2 separate regions of the Capra hircus genome follow, and region 2 is linked to region 1. A link is a contact called in public Hi-C data. All regions are on one chromosome and are shown on one strand. Each heading gives the region's core, a stretch centred on a gene start, on an enhancer-like site or on the middle of the called end of the contact. The rest is flanking DNA. Distances are from core to core; before and after follow the strand shown.

Evidence for each region. A called contact is a pair of places that touch in the nucleus more often than the background predicts.
Region 2: a contact with region 1 is called in a Hi-C map of blood, with 2.4 times the contacts expected there. The contact joins the enhancer-like site here to the promoter of TARS2 in region 1. A contact is called at or near these places in 2 of 5 Hi-C or Micro-C datasets (both in blood).

The regions. Positions count from the first base shown.
Region 1 is chr3:99,961,098-99,966,746 of ARS1.2, reverse strand. TARS2 (threonine--tRNA ligase, mitochondrial) reads right to left here and starts at 3,410. Exons shown (of 18, transcript XM_018046035.1): 1 at 3,164-3,410; 2 at 1,340-1,536; 3 at 893-1,016; 4 at 113-237. The coding sequence starts at 3,223.
Region 2 is chr3:100,026,742-100,032,390 of ARS1.2, reverse strand. It overlaps ADAMTSL4 (ADAMTS-like protein 4), which reads right to left. Exons shown (of 18, transcript XM_018046040.1): 18 at 4,952-5,649. Among named protein-coding and RNA genes, the nearest start is that of MCL1, 13 kb to the left of the region's middle. Within about 2 kb of position 3,485, at least 5 of the 5 cell types and tissues checked have an H3K27ac peak or open chromatin away from gene starts, as enhancers often do.

The DNA of each region.
Region 1 (5,649 bases), core at 2,161-4,660:
ACAACTGTATTCGTCAATTAGACCTCAAAAAAAGAAAAAGAAAATATGGTGATATCTCTGAAAAAAAAAAAAGCACCCCAGAATTATTCTCCTCCTTCCTTGCATTACTCACCGTTCCTTTCCTAAGAAGAAATCATGGTAAAAGCCACATTCTGTGCTTGGGCCTTGGCAGAGGACAGCACCTAGAAGCTGTTCAGCTGCTGCCCCCAGGACATGCGTACTGGAGTGCCAGAATACCTGGGTTCACAAGAAAGGAGTTCATGAGTTCATAGCCTTCTTTAGCCCCTACCTCTCTGACCTCCTCAGAAAAGCTGATGTGAACCAGTTATGAGTAACTATCACAAAATGTGACCCGAGCTTGGGGGTGACTGCTGAATAGTAAAAGACAAATAAACAACAAAACTGAATATAAAAGAAAGAAGGCCCCTAGAAGCAATGCACAGAAAAGAGTAAGCCCCACTCCTCATTGCTTTCCAGTTCCAGAGCATAGTAGGAGGTTAGTCAGTTTTCATACCATCCAAGCTGACATGAAAAAGTGGAGGGGAAGCCAGGTCATGTGCCCAGTTGTGCAAGCCACACTAGAATTAAAAACGTGCTACTGATGACTTATAGGTCTCAAGAGTTGGGGGGCTAACTGGGCATATTATCTATTTTCAACTTAATTCTCTCCCTTTCACTAGCACAAATGGTCACTGCTTAATAGACCCAGGCTAAGTAAAAACTTTCATCCTAAGTTTCCAGCTTAGCCAGGACCAGTCAAGGCAAGTAATATGCCGTAAGCCTCCCAACTGCACTTGGAGAAACTGATGCAAGGGAAATAAACGCTAGAAATGCCTACTTAAACATCTCTTAGTTTAGTAGCCACTGTATCCCCGATAAGGAAGAAGCTTACCGCTTTCCCCTGTGCAGAATCGAATGTCAGAAACCTGAGGTCAGCATCTGTCTCCAAGGGCCGCTCCAGATCATAAGGTTCTCCATTCACTTGAGCAGCCACTGCAGTATCTGCCAGGTTTGAACTTCAGCAGTGAGGAATACAGGTAAAGAAAAAGACAAGGTTACAATCCAAAGGCGAAGACAGGAACTAATCTCTTAGTAACTCCAAACCTGCAAGAGGAAACGAGTTACGGGAGCAATATAATTTATCATTCCCCTCCACCCTCCATGCCAAATGGAGGAAGGTCAGAGACTATGAAACTAATGCAGATTGAAAAGGAATTGGCAGGAAATGCTATCTTGGGGAGGATAGGATAAACATACAAAGTCTGTCCCCTACTCAAATTGAGAAAGAGAAAGCAGAGATAGAAGCATTATCCTGGTAGGTGCAGAATGAGCCTAGTACCTGATCTGCTGGGCTAGTTGGTAAGGAGTTGTCTTCCATGCTACAGCATCGACTTTCTGACCTCCAGGAAGTGATATCTTAATAGTCCGCTGTTCCTCCTGTGCCATGCTTGCTAACCTCTTTACCTGAGCAGTCCATAGCTCCTCAAAATAGCCAAGCCGCTCCACCAACCAGTGTGGAGGGGTCGGCACAGCTGCCTGGAGGGAAAGATGTTAACAAGTTAACACAGGTTCCATCATTCCTTCCTGGGATTGGGACCGCGCGAAATTAGAACATTTAAGTGGCCGTGGTCCGAATCCTGGGCCTTTAAAAACACTGGGTGATACAGGGCCCTAGAGGCTAGGAGCTCTAGGCTCCCCAGGCTGCCAACACGAGGGAAAAAATGGCGCATCTAAGGGCTAGGGTAGTCCGGTTGGGGGCCGCTGGGAGGGAGCAGGCGGTGTCAAGCAGGGTTAAGAGCCTACACTTTGGGGGTTCCGCTGGGCTGGGTCCAATATGGCTCGGAACTTTTGGGTACCTCACGCACCGTGTGCAGCCCGCAGGCATGTAACCCTGGGAACCGAAGCCGCCGACACCGCTGATACAGCCCCATTTTCCCTCAGTCCTGTGCTACATACTCAAAAGATCGCCGCTTCTACTTCGCCAGATTCCTCATTGACGTCTGGCCCAACAATATCCATGCCTATTGGTTACTACAGCTGCCACTCCAATTTGGGACCACCTCCAGGAACTCCGAAGAGGAACACCCCACGCAGCACTAGCAGCGGTGTGGGTGGTTCCGCCTGACCGGAAGACCTAAACTGTTACACACGTGGGCAATTCCAGGGACCTGCAGTTTCAGATCAAAAGAGCAGTAAGATATCCTGCGGCTTCGAGGACAGGGGCAGGAAAATTTCCCAGAATGCAAGCGGAAGAGAAACAGATCGGAAAGGGTAGTCATTTCCTTTTAACCATGCTTTACAGTCTTCACTGGCAGGTAGGAAACAAATAAAAGCATATACTTTGAGATAAGACAGATCTAGTGTAAATCCTGGGGATTGTGTCATTTTGGGGAAATTAACTTCTAGAATTCCCTAGCGGTCCAGTGGTTAAGACTCTGCTCTTCCACTGCAGAAGCCACAGGGAACTGGTCAGGGAACTAAGAGCCCACAAGCCAGGCAATGCGACAAAACCAGACACTCCCAAACAAAATAAACTTCTGAACTTCAATTTTCTTATCTATAAAATGGGAATAATAATAGTTCTAATTCTGAATTAAGGTTAATTTTATATTGTCTAATATATTGCACAGTACATAGTAATGGGCAACACTAGTGACAAGCTATGAGAATAAATGAACATAACCACTTTGGGGCTAGAGCAAAGAATCTGCAGAAGGCATTCTTTGGCATCCCTTCATACTCATGGTGCTTAAAGAGAGCCCTTTAGAGACCCCTTAATCTTACAGATGAGGAATTTAAGGTCAGAAAAGGTAAGTGGTTTAATGCCAACTGATGCTGGATTCTGAATCCATGTTTTGTATTCTTCTACCACAACAGACTTTCTCTGGTAGTAAGAGTTTACTCCCAATACAATTCCTCCAACAGCTCAGAAAGAAGTGCCTAACCCTAGAACCTTAGCTCTCTGCTTCCAACCAAGGCTGCCTCTAATTCCCATCCTAGCTCTCCTTTAGCCCTCTCCCTGCTATATCCAGAACACAGGACTAGGTGTATTTGATTTGTTTTCTATAGTAAAAATTGAAACACAACCAGATTTGTAAAGTATGAGGGAAATGGATTTAGGGACAGATGTGAGGTTCTTAGTAATTCCCATTAGTCCCCTCACCTGGGGGTGGGGATGCTTGGTGTAGGTTCTCAAGTTTCCAATGGTGATGTTATCAAGCATTGTGGAGGAAGAGCTGTCATAGAAAGGTGTTTAATCTAAGTTTCCAGAGGTTCTGTCTGGGGAGGCAGCAGTTGATCTGAGTCACAGGCACCACTCCGAATCTTGGCTCCATCTTCTGGCACGTTAGACACCCTGAAATACAAAAAGAAATAGACAAGAGTGTGGAAGAGGAAGATTACTTGTATGTGTGTGAGTTTGGGAGAAGGTTGGGAGACTTTTTAAATGGCAATCAGGAAGTGTGACAGCAGGCAGAACTCTTCCTATGGCTCTGCGCCAAAAGGGACAGGGAAGTGTCACACTGCATGCAACAAAATGGCAGCTACTCCATACATAATCATAAATAATTAAGAATATACCGACCACTGTACCGACTTGAAACCCCATAGGACTTGTATACTGACACACACCTTCTTTAACCATTCTGCTTTGGGAGGATAGTAGAGGGATAGTGGGATAAGTAGATTAATTACAGTCACAGACAATAGCTGCCTGCACTCATCCCTCAAACATGTACTGACTACTTGCTATGTGCGATGCACTGAGCTGGGTGCTACGGGATGCCAATCAACTGCTACTTCATCACTTACGTGATCTGGTTTGCAGTGAAGGAAGGAATGTTGTTATTCCATTCCTGCCTGTGTCACAAGCAAGCCAGCAAGCAAGCAGGCAAGAGTAAGCTAGCGAAGGCCAACACATTAACCACTGGGTCTTCACAACTTCTGATCTGTGACTAGCACGTCTCAGCCTCAGAATTTTAGCCAATTAGCCTGCTGGGGAAATATCTGTTGCTAAAACTGCTCCTCCCTTCCACCAGAATATTACTCAACAACCACTATGTGCCAAGTGCCATGCTTCACTATCTCACTGAATTCCGAGAACCCCAAGTAGTAGTTCTTACAGTCCCTTCAAAATGTTGAAAATGACTCTCAAAGAAGTCAAGCCCCACTCCATCTGAATGCAGGACCAGTGTTATAACACGTTATGCTGTCTCACAGGGACCAGGATCATCACCATGCATCACGTTTGGTAGCTCATCTCTTTTTTTTCTCTCCAGGGAACAGAACTAGGAGCCTTTGGGCCCTAAGAGGCCTTTAATAGGGTGGAGAGAAAGTTAATAAAAAGCCAAGAAAACAGGCAAAGAGGCGTCTTACCAAATAACCTCTACTAGTCTAAGGTTAAGGAAAAAGCAGAGTTTAGGAAATAATGCCAGAAGGTTTCATAGAAGTCTAGGGAAAAGAACTCCTCAGAAAAGGGTACACTAGACCCTCAATCAATTTTGAGAAAACTCTCAGCTTTACTCCACTCTTAGAATAGACATCCTGTTAGTTACAGCTTTGGTTGAGCAGGTATTGTTTTTATCATCTTTAACTGTTTGTAAAAATTCTCTCCATGGAAAAGTACAGTACATTTCCCTCTTGTTATCAGGAGCAACACATACCTCCAAATTTTCATTCTTAGAAGCAAAATTTCCCTACACCAAAGCGGTAGAAGAGATATTGAGGGAAAAAGGATAAATATAAGAAGGTAAAATACAAGAAAGCTTTGTATCATTGCCACCAAATGGTTTTGAGGCCCAAGGAACTAGCAGAGTGGCTAAAGCTACAGTAGGTGCTGTGGGGAGGTTAGGTTAAAAAAATCTTCCCCCCCTTAGTAATAAAGATCTAGGATGGGGCCAAACTTTAACTTTGCTTTCAATATACTACAGAGATAGTCCAGCCAACTTCGCTGAGTAAATTGAGGGGGAGACATTCTAGCCAGAGCATGGGGATAAATTGAAAACAAAACCTTGGGCTCCCCTAAAAAGTCTCTAATAAGATTGTCCTTTCCTAAGACATTTCTTGAGTCGGTACGAGAGAAATACAGCCACCACGCCTTTCAAATGACCCTGGTTGGTCAGTTCAAGAAAACATGAAATCTCCTGAACACAGGAGCCAGTGTCAACTTAAGTTCGATGCTGAAATAAAGTAACAAAAACAAAGACTTAAGTACCTTGAAGGAAGGTCCTAGATATTACCTGTACAACTATATGGCCCACTACCCCAAATCCAAGATTCCAACTTAATACTTTACTAATTGCTACTGCCCTTGGCAACGATTGGCCACCTAGAAAACATGAGACCTTGAGTACTGCCTTATGTAGGTGCAAAGGATTTCTAGCCAGGGGAGGAGGAAACCCATCTCCTTTCTACACATTCCAACTGAAACACCCCAAGAAAAATGTAGGAAGTTTCAAGTCTTATCTCCTCCTTCCCACAAATTAGGTGACAAAGGACTTAATTCTCAAGAAAGGGATCCAGTGGGGAAGGGAAAGGAAGGAATGTTGGAATATCTAATTTGCTAAGAACCCCAGCAGATCCAGGGTGTGCTGGGTTAGTCAACACCGTTTTGAGTCAAACACAAAGAAACTGCAGCCTGTATTTGTTTCC
Region 2 (5,649 bases), core at 2,236-4,735, 66 kb before region 1:
GTCTGGAAGGATCCCACATGCCTCAGAGCAAATAAGCCTGTGCGCCACAACTACTGAGTCCAGACCCTGGAGCCCTTGAGCTGCAACTGCTTAGCCTGCATTCCTAGAGCCGGTGCTCTCCATCAAGAGAAGCCCTCGCAGTGAGAAGCCTCTGCACCGCAACTGGAGAGGAGCCCCCGCTCGCCGCAACCTGAGAAAGCCCAAGAGCAGCAACAAAAACCCAGCGCAGCCAAAAATAAATAATTCTTTAAAAGAGCTAAGAACAGGTTTTGCCTTTTTAACTGGTTGGGAGAAATTTGTGACTTTAAAATTACATGCAATTAAAATTTCAGTGTCAAAGTTTGGGACAGCCCTCTTGGCAAAGATCCCGCCTGCCAATGCAGGAGTCGTAAGAGATGTGGGTTCAATTCCTGGATTGGATCAGATCCCTTGGAGGAAGAAATAGCAACCCATTCCAGTATTCTTGCCTGGGGAACCCTATGGACAGAGGGGCCTGGTGGGCCACAGTGCATGGGGCTGCAAAGGGTCGGGCACAACTGAAGTGACTTGGCAGTGGTTGAGCGAATAAAGAATCTGCCTGCAATGCCGGACACACAGGAGATGCAGGTTTGATCCCTGGGTCGAGACGATCCCCTGGAGGAGGAAATGGCAACTTACTAGTATTCTTGCCTGAAAAATCCCATGGAAGAGGAGTCTAGTAGGCTACAGTCCAAAGGGTCACAGAAAATCGAACATGACTGAGCAACTAAACACGCCTCATAGGACCTTAGTATTGAGTAAAATCACATTTGGGGGGGTTCCCTGGTGGCTCCCTACGGTAAAGACTTTCTGCAATGCAGGAGACACAGGAGATGCTGATTCAGTCCCTGGGTCGGGAAGATCGCCTGGAGAAGGGAATGGCTATCTACTTCAGTATTCTTGCCTGAATAATTCCATGGACAGAGGAGCCCAGTGGGCTAGTCTATGGGGTCACAAAGAGTCACAGCTGAGCTTTGACACAGTTTGAAGGAAACAGAGTCATGATCATTTGTTTACAAATTGTGCAGGGCTGCTTTTATGCTGCAACAGCAGAGTCAAGGGTTGCAGCAGAGCTTGATAGCCTGCAAAATTGGAAATATTTATACTCTGGTTTTATTTTTTTAATACACCTTGCAGCATGTGGAATCTTTGTTCCTCAACTAGGGATCAAACCCACACCCCCTACACTGGAAGTGTGGAGTCTTAACCACTGGCCCATCAGGGAAGTCACATTTTTGGTACTTTAGAAAGAGGTTGCCCTCTCCTCTGCCTGAGCTAAAAAGGAGTCAGGATGTCATGAAAGAGTCAGGCAACCAAGAATCAAGGCAAGGGGAGGGAGGAAGAAATGAAAGAAGGGGTCTGGTCCTAGGGTAGATTAACTCTGCCCCCTCCCATCAAGGGCAAGGTCTTTGCCATGTGGCCTTTTATTCTAGGGAAACCAGGGACACACACATCCTTCTTTTTAGGAGTAACCTCAGCCTCTCACCCTGTTTCTTTTCCTCCTCACTCCAGGTTGTGTAGAGCTGTCTCTTAAGATTCAGGAAAGGCTCAGAGGAGTACAACACATAGGCATACATCCTAACTCCAACCTGGAACCTTCCTGAAATTGAACCCATTTCTTCAATACTGAGATTCTTTGCCAGGACATTCAAACACAGCTCTCTGGTGCTCACTGAAAAAGTGCTTTGGTCTCTCCAGTACGTAGCCATCTCTGCATCTCCCCTTCAGCTGACGTAGCTGATTGGTTCCCTAGGTTCTGACTGCTATGGCTCATGCATACCTTGTTTTGGACTAACTTGGTGTGTTACTCCCTCCAATCCTTTCTAGGGTCTGACTTCAGCCATGAAACACCCTCCTCTAGAGTTTTCCCCAGTCTCCAGGGTCAAGGAGCCTGAGGTCAGATTGAAGATCTGTACTGTCTAGTTTGGTTAACCCAAACTGTTTATCTCTCTTGTTGACAGACTTAGTCTTAGGTACTTTCCTGAGGCTTTCTACTTCCTGTAGAAGGTGCCTCCCACCCTTTATAGCTGACATCTCTTCATCACCTGCCTGTGACAAATAAGCCCCCCTCTGCTCTAACTTCCCCACCCCGCTGACTCCCAGAACCAGAGATGATGGATTTCAGGGATGCTGGTAGGAGAGAGGGTGGGAATGTGGGAACCCCCACCCCCACTCCACCTCCAAATTATAATCTCTAGCCTGATTCTCCATGCTTTAAGAAGAGGTTTTCCTGATTCAGTTTACTTTGGTGGGGGAGGGTGTTAAGTTCAAATGAAGTCTCTATTTGTAAAACAGGGGAGAAGGGAAAAGCAGAAAATGAAAGAGGATCTGGTTGGAATCTGGAAAGGGATTAACAGTTCCTTGCATTTTATTCTCACTCTCCTCCCTCTGCTCTCCAGGTCTGTCTAGATCCTGCCTCAAGGGCTCTTGAGAGAGGGTTTCTTAAGACCCTCTGAGACACTCATAGCATCACGTGGGTCAGCACCTGGGCCCTTGCTCTGGGCTTCACTCTTCGTTACCACAGAGGTTGAATTTGGACCACTGAAAAGTACGGGTCTCTTCAGACCCACCCCTGCAGCTGTGAGCACCTGCTTGCAGGGAGGCCCCCAGTTGGGGAAGTCTAGAAGCTAAATTTAGTCTGAAGGCTGAAGGGTAATTGGGTGGGTGATTACCCTGGGGAAGCTGGGAGGGGGGAGGGGGGAATTCTGAGCCAGCTGAACAGAGACCTCAGAAGTTCACTTGTAAGTCCCCAGATTAGAACCACAGTCATCTTCCCCCAGCACACTCAGAAATGAGAAGCCCCAACAATCTCCTGGCCTTCTGCACGCTTGATCTCTCTTTTGCTCATCAAGATTGTTCCTATCGCCACCCCACCCCCACCTCAACTCTCAGGGGTCTAGTTCCTCTGAGTCCTTCCCTAAATTCCCCCCAGAGCAGCAAGGCTAAGGGCCCCTGCACCACATCTCTGAACTTGGGTTACAGCTTCCTCTCTCCCAAGTCCCTCCACAGGGTTTCAGAGGTCAGCAAAGAGGTGTCTGGCCACAGTAATCCCCTGAAAGAGGCCGGGAAAAGGGGGTGCTTGAGGTCAGCTTCCGCTTCCTGAAAACTTTTCACAGTGACTCCCCTTCCCATTCTGACCTCAGTGACCAGAGGAAAGAATCCTTGGGGGCTGCACTGAATCCTAGCTTTAAAATGAAAGGGGAAAGGGGGTAACCCCCCAGATGAAAGCCCACATCCTGAGAAGTCAGAGGCTGAAGGCTGTGAGGGAGCTGGGGGCTATCAGGGAAGGGAGGTGTTGAAGCTGGGGGAGCCTCAAGAGGGGCTGTGGCTGCATTCCCCACCTGTGATTGGTTCTCAGGCTAAGGCCAAACTCCAAACCTGCCCAGCAACAGTCCTGAGAGGCCCTAAGAGGGAGGAGGAACTTCGGGGAAGTCAGCTGAACTGGGGCCACCGCCCAGCCTTCAGCTTCCAGGAATCACTGGGAGGGCCCCAGCTCTTCACCGCACCCTCCCTTGGTCTCAGGACTCCGCCTTCAGCCTTCAGTGTCTGCAGGGCTGGCTCAGGTCCTACTCCCCTGGTGCCCCCACATCTGTGATCCCCTCAGAGGTTCACCAAAGAGGAGCCGTCTGATGCCTGCAGAGACACTGAGACTGGGCCCCCTCAGTACCCTGTTCTGCATTTCCCACCCTGGAGGAGTCAGTTTCATTTTCCTTTCCCCCCATTTTCTTCTGCCTCCTTCCTGATACACTGTCCTCCTGAGATGGTACCTGTAGTCTTCCTTCTCAGCCCAAAGAAAGCCTGCTTCCCAAGGCAACAGAATGACATGAGGAAGCTGCCAGAATGGAGAAGTCCTGTCCCCTCGGGTAGCTCTGGGGTCCTTCCCAGGGTCTGGCTGTGTCTAGGAGTACATGCTCAAGACAGTAGTCACTGAGTTCAGCTGTTTCTGCAGGCCTTTACGATCTTACTTGGCCAGACTTGTGGGGGTGAAGGGATGGGGGAGGGGCCCTCCTGATGGGGAGAGAAGCTCGATTCTATTGCACTTCCCTCTTTCCTAGACATGGGGACCCCTCCCCCAGAAGTGTGGCTTCTACAAGTGGTGATCAGGACTCAGAATTGTAGGGGTGGGGTTGGGGAAAGGATTTGTGTTATGGAAAAGGCTGTCCACGCTCACACCACCTCCAACAAACTGTTTACCTTGAGAGTGGACATGGGCGTTGGGTTGGGAGAAGACCAGGATGAGACATCTCTGAAGAATGTGTCTTTGGCTGGACATCCAGTACTGCCTTGGCTCCACCCTCGACTCCACCCCCAAGTCCCCTAGAACCAGGCCAGGCTCCTCCTCCTCCAGCCCTTTCTGCTGGGGGCGGGGGTGCGGGGTTGGGGGGTTGGTGGGAATCATTTCCTTTCCTCCCACTCTATAAAAAGCAACAAACCAAGAGCTTAATAGGAAAATGGGTAATAGCAGAAAAGATGAGAGGGGCAGGAAGTCAGGGCCAAGGAAAGAGAACAGGAAAAAGGACCCCTGAAAAGGCAGCTGTCATTCAGCTCAGCCCCAGATGGAGAAAAAGTGCTACTAGATTCCAAGAGACTTTACAGAAGGACCCAGCCTACCGAGAAACCCACCATAGACCGAGTAGTTTCTGTTTTGGACCCAAGTGCCCAACTCTGTAGCTAAGCTGGGGGGAGTGGTGACCTCTAGTGGTGGATGACCAACCTGCAGGGCCTGCGATCCCCCAGGACCCTCTGCCTCTGACCAAGGCTGCATTCGGGTCTCAGGTGACTGGGGCTCCTTCATTAGGCATTCTGCGCCCAGACTCTCTCCATCTGGGCTCCAAGCTTTGTTCCCCTTCCCACCCTTCATTCTCATCTCACACAGCTTGCTTAGGTGGCCTGTACAGCTGGGTTCCCATGAGGACAATGAAGAGCCTGTTTCTCATTTGTCATAATCATCTTTAATAAAAATAAATTAGTTCTGGAGTAGGAACCACTTTAGGAGGTGGGGAGCAGAAGCAGGGGCTAGGATGTCTTATTCTAAACTTGCTCTTTTCCATCCTCTGCCCAGCTGGTCTCTGCTCTGGGAGACAGTCTCTCTTCCTGGAAGGCACTCGCTCACCCCCACCCCTCATTAGCTATGAGAGGGAGGGATAGAAACTAGGTAAAGGGAGGAGTCAGAGGACAGAAGGATGGTTTACATGATACATGGCCTGAACAGGAGAAATGAGGGTTAGGACACAAAATTGGGATTAATGTGGAGGCCAGACTCTAAGTAGCTCGGATTCCCAAAGAGCTGCAAACTTGCTTTCCTCTCATCCCAGAAAACTCTCTTGGAAACAGGCATCATCCCCTCCCGGGGGACTGTGTAACTTCTTTTTGAGAAGTGATACAGATGTATGGGCGCACACACATCCATACGGGCCCATACACATTTGGGTGCATGTGTGCACACACACCATCACACCCCACACAGGCACAGACCCAGCCACACATCTTGATGGTCACTGTCCATCATCTTGCCAACTTCCATCACCCTGGGGGACATCTCTAGTGAGACCAGGACAGGCTGGAGAGCCAGAGGATACAGAGTGGGATGATTGAGGGGTGACTGATGGTGGTATGAGAAAACCACAAGGA